2 separate regions of the Rattus norvegicus genome follow, and region 2 is linked to region 1. Evidence: chromatin contacts called from public Hi-C data. All regions are on one chromosome and are shown on one strand. Each heading gives the region's core, a stretch centred on a gene start, on an enhancer-like site or on the middle of the called end of the contact. The rest is flanking DNA. Distances are from core to core; before and after follow the strand shown. Region 1 has its middle 49 kb from the start of Plb1. Region 2 holds the start of Fosl2 (FOS like 2, AP-1 transcription factor subunit).

Evidence for each region. Hi-C and Micro-C count contacts between places; a contact is called where the count stands out from the background.
Region 2: a Hi-C map of Schwann cells shows a contact between it and region 1, with 6 times the contacts expected there. The contact joins the promoter of Fosl2 here to the enhancer-like site in region 1. A contact is called at or near these places in 10 of 12 Hi-C or Micro-C datasets (the A7r5 cell line, the Rat2 cell line, Schwann cells and 5 more).

The regions. Positions count from the first base shown.
Region 1 is chr6:29,976,903-29,981,941 of GRCr8, reverse strand. It overlaps the pseudogene Pym1-ps2. Among named protein-coding and RNA genes, the nearest start is that of Plb1, 49 kb to the right of the region's middle. Within about 2 kb of position 2,686, at least 8 of the 93 cell types and tissues checked have an H3K27ac peak or open chromatin away from gene starts, as enhancers often do. A contact at or near this core is called in the A7r5 cell line and Schwann cells, where this site is marked.
Region 2 is chr6:30,037,222-30,042,260 of GRCr8, reverse strand. It overlaps Fosl2 (FOS like 2, AP-1 transcription factor subunit), which reads left to right and starts at 2,992. Exons shown (of 4, transcript NM_012954.2): 1 at 2,992-3,155. The coding sequence starts at 3,054.

The sequences.
Region 1 (5,039 bases), core at 1,437-3,936:
ATTCCACAGTCTGCAAGGTACCCTAGTGTCTTAGTGCCCCCAGGTTTGAGGAACTAAGGGCCAGCCATCGGTGTTCAGCTGTGGGCTGTCAGGGGACCTGGTATCTTAGTCTTTACTTCTTAGATTTCGTACCTGATTCCTCCCTAGAGAGGTCCTGGGAAATGTCCTTAGTTTCCTGTGGGAAGAATCTCCAGGAGGAAAACATGCTTAGGAAGAGAACTTGAATCTCGTGAGCACTCTGCGTGTTCTGGGCTTGACCCTGCCTCTTACACTGAAGAACTTTCTGGGTCCTCACTTACGCTGCCTGTGATACAGAGAATATGTTTCTCATGTTTCTGAGGGCACTGGGGTTCTATCACCTCGATACTTACGTGAAGGAGCAAGGTGTGAACCAGAACTGGTGGCTTGGTGGCCTGGTGGCCTGGCAGCCGCTCTTCTATACAAAGCCCTGTGATGACCTCATTCAGGACTCTAACTGCAGACACTAACCAAAGAGAAAGACATGGCCGGGGGTTGCTATTCCATTCCTCCAGATTTACATATTGAGACCAAAGCCCCCAGGGCCTCTAAATGTGACAATATTTAGAGAAAGGGCATTTATTTTTGTATTTATGGTTTATTTATTTACTTATTTTTTTTGAGACAGGGTCTCATGTAGCCCAGGCTAGACTCAAGCTCAATGTATAACTGAAGAAGGCCCTAAACATCTATCAACCTGAGTGCTGGGATCACAGGCCTGTGCCTAGCTGAGAAAAGACCTTCAAAGAGATAATTACCATGAGGTCATAAGCCCTACTCCAATGTGACCAATACGCTTTTATTGTATTGTTGGTTTTTTTTTTGAAATGAACTCTCACTGTGTAACCCAGACTAACCTGGAGCTTGCTATATGTAGCCCAGGCTGGCTCAGACGTTCGGTGTTTGACTTTTGCCTCCCCAGTGCTGTGATTACAGGAGTGAGCTATCGCATATAGCTTGTGGTTTAGACACAGGGGAACAACCAGGGGAAGACAAAGGGAAAGTCAGCCAGCCTCCAGAATTTCAATAAAGTAAATTTCTGTTGTGTGAATTTGCAACCAGTTTCCCAGGTCCCCAGTCCCCAGCCCCCAGTCCCCAACCCCCCAACCCCCAGCCCCTCCCCTCTGCACTCAGGATGGCATTCTGGGAAATACTGCAACTCTCCCCAAACAGAAGCTCTTCTTTTAAAATCCCCTTGCTCCCAGTCCCTACACACATAGGTGTGGATTGTCTGCCGGCTAGCAGATTGGAACACTGAACACGCCTCTCCAACAGGCAGAGACAATTCAAATGTTGATTTTTGCAACTGTCCTTCCTTCTGTTGAAACTTCCTGTTTCCGAGGAACAGAGATTTTTTTTTTCTTCACAGATCCCAGAGGGCGTCCAGTAAACCCAACAGCTATTACCAAATTGTTCTGGTTTTGATGAGCTCAATGGGCATGAATCAGAAGCAGGCAGACTACCTCGTTTCCCTTGAAATAGACTCGAATTAATGACAGCAGGGAAAGCACAAATATGTTTGGGACTTCAGTGACTGGAAGAAATGGGCAGTGATGGTGACCCAGGCCAGGTGGGGGGTGGCTTCGTGCTTCTGGAGGAACAGGGTCTGGGGAAGCCCCTGCAGAAGCCACCATAACACCCAGGGCCTGTGGGAAGGTTCACGCCTGGTCTCCTGTTCGAAGAAAAGAATCTCAAGGCTGAAAGTCCCTCCTGGAGTCTATGGCCTCCTGTGGTCTGACTGTTAGAAGGGAAGCCCAGTGATCTCCCCAGATATGTGGAAGACTGACAAAGATGGCAGGCTCTACACAGAAGCAGGCAGGCTTCCATTTGGGAGCCAGGAGCCCTGGAGTCAGATGACTCTCTTGAGAACTGACGCTGGCCAGGAATGAGTGACTTGGACTTGCCTGCTATTAAGGACCATGGTACTAGCAATGACAGCTCAGGAGCTGGGTGCAGACATCAAGCAGGGGATCCTCAGGTGTGGCAGGAGGGGGTTTCCAGGTGGCCACAAGCTACAGTCGCTCTGACTCCACTGCTGTTGACTGTGGGGTCTGGCAAACTCTGCCCTCCATTAAGGCTTACCCTTTCCACTTATCGGGGTGGACTCTCTTTCCTAGGGATCAAACTCAGGCCAGCAGCTTGGCAGCAGGAGCCCCTGTCACATTGTCACCATGTCTCAGGTGCCTGTCAGTTCCCTACGCCTCCTGAGCCCTCCTTCCAGCCTTCCAGTATGTACTCTTCCTCTTCCTCCTCCTGCTCACCTCTCCTTCCGTCCTCCTCCCTCTCCCCCTCCACCTATATTTATACCCTAGGCCTCCCCCGTTCCCTACCTTCCCTCCCGCTGGAGTCTTTCTTGGCCACTACCTCCTGTTGCCTCTGTCTGCCACACACTAGAATGCCTGTCTCAGGTCCTTCCGAATCCTGTACACACCCACACATAGCAGTGGCCTCATCTTTCCCCTTTGGGCCGTGAGCTTCCTCCTGGCCCTGGCAGTGATCTGTCTTCTGAAGCCTGGTCCTGGGCCTGAAGCATAATAACAACTCAATAAACGAGTGTTGAAACAATTAATGGCTTACTAAATAAATGACTGCTGCAGACACAAAGCCCATTCCTATAAATGAGTCACCACGGGCCCCAGCCACTGGACCCCGCCCCCACCCACTGACCCCAGCAAAACCCTCCTGTGATGATGTCATCATGACCCTTGGTTCCCAGAATCCTCCAGCCTCCTTCCTTCTCCGTCGTGCCTATCTACTTGTCATCCCCTCCCCCTCCTTCCCTTTCTCCTTCCTCCAGGGCACCATGTCTAAATAAGGCAAACCTCCTCCAGTGCTGGGGAGCTCTGGGGTTTTCATGCAGTCACCCAGGATATTGTGGGATGGGGTCAGGACATGCTCTGCTGAGAAGCAGGACAAAGTTCCCCAGTGACATTGGTGGATGGACAAGGAGACTTTGCTGCCCAGCAGTGGGTGCCCTCAAGTTAGCTGAGCAGGACTCAGAGAGGACCTAGCTCAGAAGGACCAAGGAAGCGTCCAGACAAGGCAGGGGCTTGGGAGAGTCCACTGTGGGATGCTGGTAAGGGATTTGGCCCTGAGATGCCTGCACCTCGCAAGCATCCCTGGTTCTAGGATCGGCATGTGACTGTCTCTAGACCTTGGATCAGGGCACTGTCCTCCTGTAAAACAATTCAGATGCCCAGGAGGATCCTGGCTAGTTCAGAGCACACTATAACCTCGTCCATCATTTTCTCCCTTCCCCCATTCTTCCCCCTCAATGTCATGAGGTGTTTCTGGCCTTAGTGTGGAGCAAAGAGGTAGCTCCTCTCAGAGTGTGGCCCTGGACCACAACCATGTTCCTGCACTTTCCAAGAGGACAGAAACCATGACCAAAGGGGGAAAAAGATGTCTATAAGAAAGTAATTCTTTTAACGTGTGTGTGTGTGTGTGTGTGTGTGTGTGTGTGTGTATGTGTGTGTTGCAGAAAATGGATTAGCACCACTTCTAGTTGGACATGGCCCATGCCTGTAATAATCCCAGTGCTGGTTGACCAGATGGCTCAGCCTAAAATGGCAGTTACCATGAAGCTTGACCACCTGAATCTGACCAAGAGACCCACAGGGTAGGAGGAGAGAACCAGCTCCTACAAGTTGTCCCCTTCTGACCTGCACCCGTAGCTGCACCCCTATAACAAAGTAGAGAACGCACGCCTGTTTGTCCAGCATACACAGAGACAAATAAATACATGTAATTAAAAAAAAATCCCCAGTGCTTGGGAACCCAAGGCAGGAGGATTGCCATGAGCTACATAGTGATTCTTTTTATGTAGCTTCTACAGCTGGAAAAATACTAAAATACTACGATTCTGAATAAACCAAGACAGGTCCATCTATCCTAAGATGTCTCTTGGCAGGTTCTTGTGGGGACTTCCAGCAGTATGGCCAACCCCACCTTCCCGATTCATTTCCTGGTCTGTGTCCTCGAGGAGCAGTGAGATCTGGCAGTTGGGACACCATCTCCCTCCTCATCCCCCATGCCTGTCACCAACCCTGGCACATAGTTGATGCCTTGTAGGTAGCACTATGGAGTTGATCCTCAAACTGGGACACCACAAGAGGGAAGAGGGTGTTATTAATAGTTGTGCCATCTGGAACCATATTGGACAAACAGGTGTCTGTCTGTTCTCTACCTTATGCATAGGTGTCTGTCCATCTGAACGAGGCTCTGTCTGACACTGAGGTGACTTCTGTCATACAGCTGCCTGCTTCTTTGCCAAAAATATTCATCTCGGTGCCAGGAACGGAGCCACAGGCTTCTTGTTCTTTAGAGCACGAGCTCACGCCAGCCTAAGGAAGGAGACACTCTTGTTAAGAGAGTCAACTGCGCTTAGAGGGGTTAATAATGCGCCTGAGGTCACACAGAAATAACAGAAATACAGCTGCATCCAATTCCATCTAAGTCAGAGTGTTCTAAGCCTACTGTGGAGCCCAAGGTGGGTCTGACAGGAGGCTGGCCAGGCTGGATGGACTGGGACTAGTGTCTCCCTTCCCTCCTGGACTCTCATGCCTAGTTGGGTTCTCTCTTCAGGGCAGATGGAAGAGGTGGACCCAGTTGGGTTGCAGCAGGCCTGAACTGGAGCTCTGTCAGGAAGCTGGCTGGGCACTTCCTCAGCTGGTCTCCACCTACCCTCCCGCAGGACCTGGGCCCTGCCAGAGACAAGCCAGACAAACACAGCTCACTGGTGCCCTCTGGTGTCTGACTCTTTTGGCCCCGTTGCTCCTCTAGGGAACATCACACTGTGTTCTCTCTGAGCAGGGCCCATGAGAGGGTCACCCAATGTAGAATCAGATTAGGACACCGAGCATGTCAGTAATGACTCTGGGATGGCAGACACAAGATGGGACTATTCCAGGCTGGGTAAGTCATGTGGTCATTCTATCTAAGCTTAGAACCATCTCGCTGTAACCTCCAGAACCCTCTCAGGAAACAGCCTGGTGAAGACACCAAGATAACATGTAAGTGCT
Region 2 (5,039 bases), core at 1,743-4,242, 60 kb before region 1:
CCGGGCGAGGCGAGTGGGAAAGTGTCACGATTTTTTTTTCCTGTGCCCTGCCCCCGTCCCCACCTCCAGTTTTCTGGGTTTTGCTGCTGCTGCTGGAGAAGGGCTGATCCGTTTTGCGTCAAACGGCTGCATTTACTCAGTCCTGCTGAGAGAGGCGCGTAAACACTCAGGCAGGCCAGGACGCAGGGATGAAGGAGGGGGCGGAATGGGCCAGTCACCCACGGCTGGTGCGTGCTTGCGTGGACGCCTGCCCCACACCACGTTCGCCAGTCAGCAGAGCTGCACATTCTGCTGTAAGGGCAGCTGCAGAAATGCGAAGTCTGGCCACCTCGGCTCCCCACGCGCACAAGTCCTTGGGGATGGAGCTCAGGACAGAATGTGTTTTATAACTGTAAACAATGACCCCGAGTATTGTTTGGGATTACCGTATCTTGGGGCCCTTGGGGCTGCCAGATGCCGCCAGCCGTCCCGGAAACGCCGGCGCTTTATATAGAGCCCCGGGAAAGCTTCGAGTTCCCGGCTTTTATTTTTCTTTCCTAGTAACGCCCCCACTTCACAGATAAGGAAACTGAGGACCTGAGATGTGATGTGGAAGATGCATAGCGCTTTAACATCCTCAGCAGAATCCTAACAACCCATCTTCCTATTCACTCCTCAAAAGTTTAAGGATTCAGATGCACTGCTTAAGGATAGCTGAACAGCGTTGTTTCACGCTTGTAATCCCGGCGCTCGGGAGGTGGAGGCTTATCTTTGCTATAGAGCGAGTTTTAGGACACCCTGTGCAATCCTGAGACCCTACCCCAAAAGAAAAGAGTTCTTCAACTCCTGGTACAGCACTTAGCTGTACACATTGTACCTTCTCTGGGGATGATTGGCTATCCGGAGCAGACAAAGCTTTAGAAGGTCGTCTTGCCCCAAACCTTTCATTATAAAGAGGAGGAAACTGAGACTCTAGACTCGCCCAAGATCTCACAGCTCGTAAATAGCATAGCCAGGCGTTCATACTCCAAGGCCTGCGCTCTTTACCCTGAGTGCCACCCCACCCAGCAAGGCGGGAAGAGCCTGGAGTCCGGCCACGCGCGCCCTGAACTTTGCTCCAAAACAGCTCAAGGCAACTTGGGGCACACCTCTCGGCCCCCAGTTTTTTTTTTAACCCGATTTGCTTTTAAGGCCTGCTTACTACTATTAGATGCGTCCTAATTATCTAGCACAGAGGACTCCCAGAGTGTCTCGCTAGCTAATTTCGTCTTCAATATTACTTTTAGCAAATTAATTGGAAGGCCAAAACAAAAATAAATAAATAAACAGAAAAGAAAAAAGTACACACACACACACACACACACACACACACACACTCAAAGGGGAAGCAGTGGGCAGGCAGGCTCTGAGTGAAAAATGGGCAGGCCTGCCCCGCCTGGCGGCGCCGTGCCGCACCCCGCCAAGACCCGGCCGCAGGGTGGCGCGGGTGCCCGGTGCGTCCAGGACGCCCGCTGCACCGGGCGGCGCCGCTGAGGGTGCGGACGACTGCGCACGGCCGCGCCCTCCCCGCGAGCGGCTCTGCGCGCTGGGCTCTCGGCCTCGCGGTGGCGCCGCACTGAGCCGCCCGTCTGGTCTTCAGGCTGCGATTTTTTTTTTTTTTTTCTAAAACCCAGAGCCCAGGCCCGCGCGGCCGCTTTCGGGGCCCCGCCCCGCGCCCCTTCCTTTTGGGGTGGAGGTTGGGGGGGGAGGTAGGGAGGCCAGAGCGCACTCAGGAGCAGGCGAGGGAATCCCTCTCCCTCCACGTCACCCGAATGCGAGGAAACCCGCACTCGCGTCCTCTAACGCAAATGACCATCTTTGGCAACGTGCGCCAATGGAACAGACCAAGGGCGCTGCGCCCCAGGGGGGTGGAGGAGATCTGCAAGAACGCGGGCGGCTTCGGCGCCCCCGTAGTGCGGGGGCCGCCCGCTCCCACCCTCCCCGCCGCCCGCCTTCCTTGCGCGGGGTGTGCGGCTGGCGTCAGCGCGACCGCGAGCAGGGCCGGGAGGGGAGCGCCGCGCCCGCCTCCTCCCCTCCCGCTCCTCTTCCTCCTCCTCCTTGTCCCGGGCCTCCTCCCCCGCCGCCTCGAGCGCTCCTCCCAGCAAGGTGGAGTCTACAGTTGACGTGAGTGGATCCACATGGTGCGGGGCTGGAGAATAAAGAGTGTGGAGTTGAACTCGTGCCATTGTAGTGACTCATCTCGGGCAGAGCGCAGGGGCTCGGAGAGAGACAGCGAGCGGCGCTCGGCAGGGACAGAGAGAGAGAGCGCGCAAGAAAGAGGGGGAGAGAGAGGGGAGGGCGAAGCGAGGCGAGACGCGTGAGACTGGCCGGTCCCAGAGCAGGCACCGGGTGCAGGTCACTGCGACGCGGAGCCACGTCCCTCTCAGCACCGCTCAGCCTGGAACCCCACGGGCGCTGTCCCACCGGCGCGATCGGGGCCGCTGGACCGGCGCTCATCGCCTTGTCCTAAGTCAAGTGTCCGAGTCGCCGGGAAACTCAGGCGGCGAGTTGGCCACAGGAAGTTTATTCTTGGGCTCCTTTTCTAAAAGGAGGAAACAGAAGTTTCTCCCAACCGGCAGCTTTTCTTTTTCGCCCTTTTGGCGCCCTGGGAGATCGGAGAGGGAGTCCCCCAGAGCTGCCAAGCGACACCCGCAGAGCTCCTAGTCTTTTTTGCGTTGCCCATTTTTCTCCAACCCGTAGGTCCGGGCAGAGCTCGGGCTGCGCGCGGGGGCGGAAGGGCGCGCGCAGGGGAGGGACCGAGGGACGCGCCGACTTTTTAGAGGGAGGGACCCGGTGGACAACCGGTTCCGCGGAGCTTGCAGAGCAGAAACGAAGTGCGGTGCGCGGCGATCGGGGGGTCATTTCCCGAGTGTCGCTGCCTCCTGTCTGCCTGGGTTGGGTGGACAGCCCGGGAGCGAAAAGCCCAGTCCGCGGCCGGGCCGGTGGACCAGCGAGCGCGCAGCAAACTGTGCGCGGCCGCGGCGAGGGCGGGGAAGAAAACCACCCTGTTTCCTCTCCGGCCCCCACCGCGGATCATGTACCAGGATTATCCCGGGAACTTTGACACCTCGTCCCGGGGCAGCAGTGGCTCTCCTGCGCACGCCGAGTCCTACTCCAGCGGTGGCGGCGGCCAGCAGGTACGTGCGGGCCGGGGTGCACCTGGCGGCGCGGGCAGACTCCCTCTTCTCGCTCCCAGTGCCTCCACCCCCAACCTCCGTCTTTTCCCTTTCCTCGCTAAGCTAGAAAAATACTTAGGGGTCACCGCTGTAAGTTGTGGGGTTTTGTTCTGTTCCGCCCCTCCCCTCCACTTTTTTTAAACAAGCGGAGAGTGGGCTTGGAGAGCCAACGACACCCTCTCCCCCTTTTCTTACTTAATTTTCCAGAAAAGCTCATGATACTGCAGGTCCCCTCCGGGAAGCCTGTTGCCTCCTTCCGAGCCGCTCTGCCTTCCTTTTCACCTTCCTCTTTCTAGGTAGTGGATAGGCAAGAAAATCTTTGCACCCTCTAAGCCCCTCCCAACCGAAAGGACCCTGCGGGGGAAGGCTTTTTAACCCTTCTTTCTTCTGTTATTCTTCGATCTTAGCTGTTTTCTGAAAAGGCTTGGGGGCTCAGAAACAAGGCTGGGCTCCTTCAAGTGATTGGGAGTGAGGACGAGGGTTGCCTCTGGGAATTAGGTGCGAAGGTCAGTAAGGAAGAAGCTGGCTTTGATTGGCTCTTGACACCTTCTGTGATACCCCCCCTCCAGCTTCCGGTAAGGGTTGGGCAGGAGCCTGTATTTCCCCCGGAGCAGATCCTTGAGGGGCTTGGGGGTACTGGGGCAAAGAAGCTGTCAGAGAGAAGTGGGAGAGAGAGACATCACTTGGGCTCCTGAGTGGTTTTAGAAGTAGAAAAACAACTCTTTTTCTAAAGCAGCCAGACTGGTTTGCACTGAGGGATCTTGCCTGTAATCTATGTCTCTGTAGGTACTGGTGGGGCGGTGGGGGGCCGTGGGGTATCTGACTTGTGTAGCAGGAACCGCATACAAGAACTTGCGAGGGAATTGCATGCACACACAAGGTTCCCTGCCACCTGAAGCCCACCTCAGCCAGCATTGGGAGTTCCTAGACAAGCTGGCTGCAGCATGAGTTACTCCATAAGCCAATGGCTATGGCCTTGACTTTGACCTTTAGAGGTCAGGGGTCTTCCAGGGAGGGGTGAACTGAGCTGAGAAATATAGAAATATGGGTTTCTTTGTAATCTGATGAGAAAGGCATCTCTCAAAGTAATGTCCCATGTCTGAAGAGTCCTTACAAATGGCTTTTCTGTGTGTTCTCTCTACCCGCCCTCCCCCATACCTATTAAGCACCCCCTGTGGATAGCCTGGTCTAAGCGTTGAGGGTGCAGTCAATGAACCCTTACCACTGAGCACAAAATCACATCTCAAAAGTAGTTGCTTATATTTGTGTCCCTGTGCAGTTGGTGTTTTGGGCTGAATCCAAACATCATTCACCAATGGATTTAGAGTCATTTATACCTGTTGTTCCCCTACTTTCCAATCCAATAACCCTACCCCAGGTACCTCTCCTTCCCAATCATCGTAGGAGCCTGGAATTTCTTCTGTTTCTTCCACTAATGAGACCAAGGCAGTGAGCACTGACTGACATAGTACAATCTCCTGGCCTGGATGAAGTCAGACCGGACATCAGTGCCCCTACTGAATAATCTGTGTCACTAGGGCTTTGAGCCCAGGATGTAAGCAGAGGCAATTCCCTGTTTTGGAAGCAAATCAGACAGGAAACCGATGCTCGGATGAAGGAAGAGAGCTCCGTCCAGCCGTGTGTAATGGGGCCTCATTACCCAAGCAAAAAGCAGCTGTTGGCTAATTCCTAGCATGCTGTAACACATGAGGATTTTGCAATTAGCAACAACCAGTGCATGGGATTCTCAGGTCCGGCTGCCCATTCTGCTCAGCGGCAGGAGCAAAAAGTCTTTCAAACCAGAGGCATTGGCCACTTCAGCCAACTCTCAGCCTGGCCTCTCTG